2 separate regions of the Dromaius novaehollandiae genome follow, and region 1 is linked to region 2. The links are chromatin contacts, called in public Hi-C maps. All regions are on one chromosome and are shown on one strand. The core of a region is the stretch at or near the end of the contact, and the rest is flanking DNA. Distances in the headings are between cores, read along the strand shown.

What was found. A called contact is a pair of places that touch in the nucleus more often than the background predicts.
Region 1: a Hi-C map of brain shows a contact between it and region 2, with 4 times the contacts expected there. The contact joins two enhancer-like sites. A contact is called at or near these places in 2 of 4 Hi-C or Micro-C datasets (brain and ovary).

The regions. Positions count from the first base shown.
Region 1 is chr1:147,849,221-147,852,219 of bDroNov1.hap1, forward strand. It overlaps VWA3B (von Willebrand factor A domain containing 3B), which reads right to left. Exons shown (of 29, transcript XM_064502004.1): 12 at 1,067-1,205. Among named protein-coding and RNA genes, the nearest start is that of VWA3B, 58 kb to the right of the region's middle. Within about 2 kb of position 1,646, at least 2 of the 2 cell types and tissues checked have open chromatin away from gene starts, as enhancers often do.
Region 2 is chr1:147,743,531-147,746,317 of bDroNov1.hap1, forward strand. The region is part of intron 7 of CNGA3 (cyclic nucleotide gated channel subunit alpha 3); the gene reads right to left. Among named protein-coding and RNA genes, the nearest start is that of CNGA3, 34 kb to the right of the region's middle. Within about 2 kb of position 1,316, at least 1 of the 2 cell types and tissues checked has open chromatin away from gene starts, as enhancers often do.

The DNA of each region.
Region 1 (2,999 bases), core at 396-2,895, 110 kb after region 2:
TCGTTTAGAGCAGGAGAATAAGAAGGAGAATTAAGACAGTAAAGGGAGAGTTAAGAATTTGCTGCAGTTGTTTTTGGACAGAAGTTGTAAGGGACAACAAAGTTTTGTGCAAGCTAGTATAAACTTTCAGAGCCTAGAATCTCTGATTCACTGTTATCACCATTTCTGTGCAGCTGCCTGTGAAACCTTCTAGCACAGTATTTAATCTTCTTCTAATGCTGATCCACCTAGACAACCACATCTTACTGTTTCCTATCAGTTACACAGTTCAAAAACCTCTGTTATAGTTTTAAATTTTTTAGCCCAACTAATGATTGCTATCAATGTCAGACTGATGGAATATTTATTTGTCAGTTGCTCATTTCAGGTCTAAAATAGACAAGACAAATGATGTTCTAACAGTGCCTGTTTCTCTCAACTATTAAGATAACCTTAGGTGACATCATTATAGATGTCTGAAATTAGGAGAAACAAATCCCATCTTAGGTGCGTCTCCCAGTACTTGCTGCTTCTGAGTCACTTCTGCACTCTGCAAGTCACTTCGCAAAGTTCTGAGTCACTTTGTAAGAGGCAAGCAAGCTCAAAATGCTCTACACCCTCTATTGTTAAAGTATGCAGCTGAATCTAGAACACTCATTACAAATCACAACATGTCTGTGGAATTAGATGACATTGCTTAAAAATAAAAATGAAAATGCCAAAAGCTGTTTCATTGCATCGCACTGGGTTTCTTCTTTTTTTCTGTTTTTTTTTTTTTTTTTTTTGAGGGAGGTAGCTGGTACAGAGGAGATAGTTAAGCCATTTTAATTTTTAGTATTTTCTGCATAATTTTTTCAAATATTTGTATGAAGGGAGAGGAAAAGAGAATAAAACAAAATGTGGAGAACACAAAAATATAAATTTTTAACTGAAAAATGAGCACTCCATAAAAATGAAAATATTTTTATAAAGCTCATATTTTTGGTAAATTATTTTTAAAAACATTTTAAAAATTACAGTAACAATCATCCAAAAAAAGGTTAGCCTATTCTAAAATGCTCCTCAGTCTTCAGAATCATCATCAAACCTGTATGAGCTGAAATATTTTCTCCTTCACCAAAGACAACTTGTCCTTCATAGACTGAGATGTATCAACAAGAATATAGACATCATCTTCAAACACATTTCCAAAGAGCCCTCTGCTTCCTTGCTGAAGCCACTTAATCCTGGGGAAAAAAAAAAAAAAACACACACATCAGAACTTGACATATAAGATCCTCAGAGCACTGCATATCAGAATCTAACAGGAAGTATCTTTTTATCATTGCTGCATTTCTTATTCCCTTTCCTTAAGCATCTGTTACTAGTCACTGTCATAAGCAGTATACTGACCTGAAACCTTTAGTCCGTCACTACATAATAACGCAAGACTCTCTTATTTTCTTATTTCAGTGGGAACTAGGAGACAGACAAAACACAAAGCTATACAGCAACTTTATAATGTCAATTGTCAGATACTGACTGGCTATTACCATGAGGAAGAAACAATTTCTATTGCCTCTGTAACTGTTCTCCAAGCTGAACTCAAGAAATCACATAAACATATGCTAATATCCCTCCCTATTCAGGAAATCACTTGAGAACCTATTCTGCAAGGAATTTAAGCACTTTAAAGAGTCTTAATGTAACACAGATGCTTAAATGCCTTGCTGACCTGGGGCCTTAACCACAGACTTAGTTTTACATTTTAAACAGAATTTAAGCATGCCTGCCAGTTAAATATGTGCATGCATACAGTTGTGTACAAGAACATTTCTTCAGTAATGGCTACAACTGGTTCAAATCTAATTTCCCCTGAGAGTCATAAACTCCTTGACTACTCTGAAGCATAGGCATTTAACAGGCAGAACATAATGGCCTTGGGAAAAATTCTACTCACCTCCAGAGAGGTTAAAAAAAATGATACAATAGAAACTGAAAGTAACCTATTATGTTTTCTACTGACAGACATTTTACCATTAGTTATTTCCCCAAAGTGTTTGATGAAGTCCACCAAGATTTTGTAACAATGAGATAAGCAATTCAAAATAGCAAAACCATAATCATGGCTTTGCATTTCAAAAATATAAATTCCTCAAAGCCCTTTACCTCAAATTTTGCTTTATATAAATATATAAGTATATAAATATTATCCTAACTATAGCAAAGATGGAGATACACCAAAAGTAATAATAAAATTCTGCTCAATCTTGCTAAATATATTCAGGCAATTACAGTTTTGATAGAGAAGAAGCAATAAAATTATAAAAGAAAGTTCACATCCTGCTTTTTTCAATGAGACATCTCATTGCCCTAATATACAAAACTGAGAGCACTCTTTACTCTTTCTTTTGGCTCTAGGATATCTATTTCAAAACTTTCCTTCTTTTCCTAATGTAGATATAAAAGCTAAGATTCACTGAGTCTATAATGGAGATATCCACATTGGAGTGACTCAGAAAGACTCCTTTTGCAGACAGCAAGACAAACAGGCATTTCTAGGGTAAAATCCATTTGACCTATTTGGGGCCTTCTGTAGGATAGATGTGTCATATCCTAGAATTGCCTATTTTTGTGTAGCCTTCATATAGAACCTGCAAGTATGTCTATACTGCAATATAAACTATGGAGCCAGCTTGAACACTGAACCCTTGATGACGTATGCTTCTTCATAGTTAGCTCATACCCTGCCTCTGATTTAGACTGTTCATATTTTTTCTCTCTAACACAAAATTGCAACAAAGGCAGATAACCATTATCAGTATGGGCACAGGCCAATCTATGCTACTTGGTATCAGAGCCAGGTATAAATCCCTGGTCCCCTTTCATTTAGCAGTGTTGTCATAATTTAGACGACTAGCTCAGCAGCAGACATCTGCACTTGATCAGCAGAACAGCCCAACTACTCACGGTTTCACAGTTTCAAATGGTGTGTCATCTTCAATTGTTCTAGGAATATTTGAGGGGAGAGATTATCTAAT
Region 2 (2,787 bases), core at 66-2,565:
TGGAACAAAATGAAGCGTTAGAAATGCTGGCTATATTAGCAGTTCCTTTTCTTCACCAGAAAGAAACCTAAATAGGGAAATTAGTAATAGAAACTACTTAGCTGACACAGGTCTACTCCAGATTATGTGAAATGATTTTAGAAATGAGTATCTGAGTATCGTCACTTAAGAATGGCTTCAGATTTGTTTGTAAGTTAAATCTGCATGCATTTAATTAATAAATATAGTCATATTTAGTCATGGCAGAAGGATTATTTATGTTCTAGAGACTCAAAAGAGCCCCAGATCCAATATAGCAGTTCTGTTTCTGATTCTGCCACTGTTCCCCCGAAGGACCACATGTAACTGACGTTATGTCTCTGCATATTGGTGTATCATCTGTAAAATGGAAAAAGGATGCCAACCCACAGTGCTTAGCAGTTAAAATCCACACACAAAAAATGCTAGGTAAGTTATCTGACACTAGCATTTTCTTTCAAAAAATAAACACCTGGATGATCCTGAGCCAGATGTGAAATTAGACAGGTTAGCTCAGATTCCTGATTCCAAAAAGAACTAGTGTTCAGTGCATATTTTTCATCTACATTCTTCTATTCAAAAAAAAAAAAAGTCCTTGTGATGATAGTCTTTAAAATTACCAGTGAATACTTTGCTTCCATGAGATCATCTTTCTTTACTTTTTTTAAAAAAAATAGCTTCAAAGTTCCCTACAAATCATTGACTTTCAATTTTTGTTGGGTTCTCTTCCCACAAAAGGCATTTATGTAAAAAGTGCATACCGTACAGATGTAGTAGTTTGTGTCAGGGCCTAACTGGAATACAAGTGAACATGCTATCCATCAACAGAAAGATTCTGGTTGCTTTTCAGACCCTTTGGACAGGGCCTTAGATGAATGAACCTGATTACAGGATGAACAGTGATTCTGTAAATACCTTCATATTTAAACACAGCTATTAATTATATCACCCCATAGTCTTATATCCTTCTAGCCAGTGAGGAGGCATTGTTTTTCATAACTCCCATCCTCAAAGTCAGCTGCCTTAAGAAAAATTTTGCTAATTACTTGATGGAAAAACAATATTTTATATTTTTATACTGAGAAACATCTGACAAAACTCATCTGTGTATCCCATTTCTCCTTTTCATTCCTGTGTCACTTTTTGCTCAGGGCAATTTTGCAATCATTTTTGTACGCTGATATATCTTTATTCAAAAGAATGCAGAAAGTATTAGATTTATGAGAAGGCATAAACTGTAGTAAGAGACCTTACAACAAACTGCAGCTGTGTATAGGTAAGAATTCTCATAGAAAGGCTGCCTGAGCAGTACAGCTGCAGTGCTGTTTGTTACCTCTGAAAGCTCAAGGCAGTAAAAAATATGCACTATGAAATACTTGCTGCAGTTGCAAGTGGAGACATGGCCAAGTGTCTGCCCACTAGATCAGTCAGGAGAAGTCCACCTTAGAAAAAAGCAAAACATTCCCTGTATATGAGGAATTATCAGATTTTGCTACTACCTTAGCAATCTAAAGCAGCTATTTTTTCAGAACACAAGCAATTGCTGATGAGGACTGAGCTGCAGTTCCCTCTGCCTTGTATAACGCAGCTCTATTTCTGGAATCTGTTGCAGTTTCTGTTATATATCTGTACATCTGTCCCATGCGTATGAATGTATCTGTCTTCAGATACCTCTAAGCTGATGCTGACTACAAATGGAAATAGTCATGTGCCACGGATGTGCTACCATCTGAAAATTACAGAAAAATCTGATCAGATATGCCATCATGAACAGTCCTATGCAGCTGAACAGAAAAGTTGGCCAGACAACTGAATATCTGACTCACAATTATTAAAAAGAACTTTGGAAACACCTTCATACTTAAGGGAGATAGAAAGCCTGCAGGTCTTCTTGTCTCCTCACAGAACTACAGTACTATAGTAAAACCTTTCGAAACCATCAAAACACAGGGTATGCCACATAAAATCAGCTGCTGAAAGACATGAATCCTTCCTGTTTCACAGTACACAGCCACCAAATAGCTGAAGTACAGTGAAACTGGCCCTGCTGCTAGTCACAGGTGCACCACAGAGAATCTCCATGGATCATGGTAGCTGTGGGGCTTCCTACATCCCATTTCCAAGCCAGTCCCTACCATTGAACAGCCAGGAAGTTATTTTCTTCCCCAAAGGCTCCCAGGACATTTGTCCCAATGGCAGCTGCACCTTGCAGACTTATCTGAGAAGGCAACTGACACAGCCAGGGGCCACGAGGGGTTGTTATGCCAAGTTGTCAAAGATTTCAGCACCTTAAAGAACCACTCGCTCCGGTGAGTGCCTAAGACTGCAGCACAGGCCTGCATTCAGGAAAGCTCTATGGCAATTCTGCAGCTCTAATCCAAGCCTGCAAAGCCAGTCTTTTAACCATGCTTTGACAGCCATTATCAAGATAACCCATGGAAATTTTATAATTGCACTTGTATTGTCTGTACATGCTCAATTTCTGCTCAGTTGTCTCTTTTCATTCCCATTGCAGAAACAGATTTAACTGCAGAAGAAGAATTTAGTGGGCACAGGTAGCTTTTTTACTACAGGAAAAAGGCGAAGCCAAAAGAAGGGCAGTCTTGAGATTCAGGCTGCTATCTGAAAGATACTTCTTTGTTGAACGATGACTGGCTAATTTTAAAAATCCGGCTTGCTGCTATGAAATTCGTGTTTTGCAAGCTGATGGCATTTACAGTTACAACTTGTCATAAGCCACCATTAATATCAAACTGTCAGTATGATAAA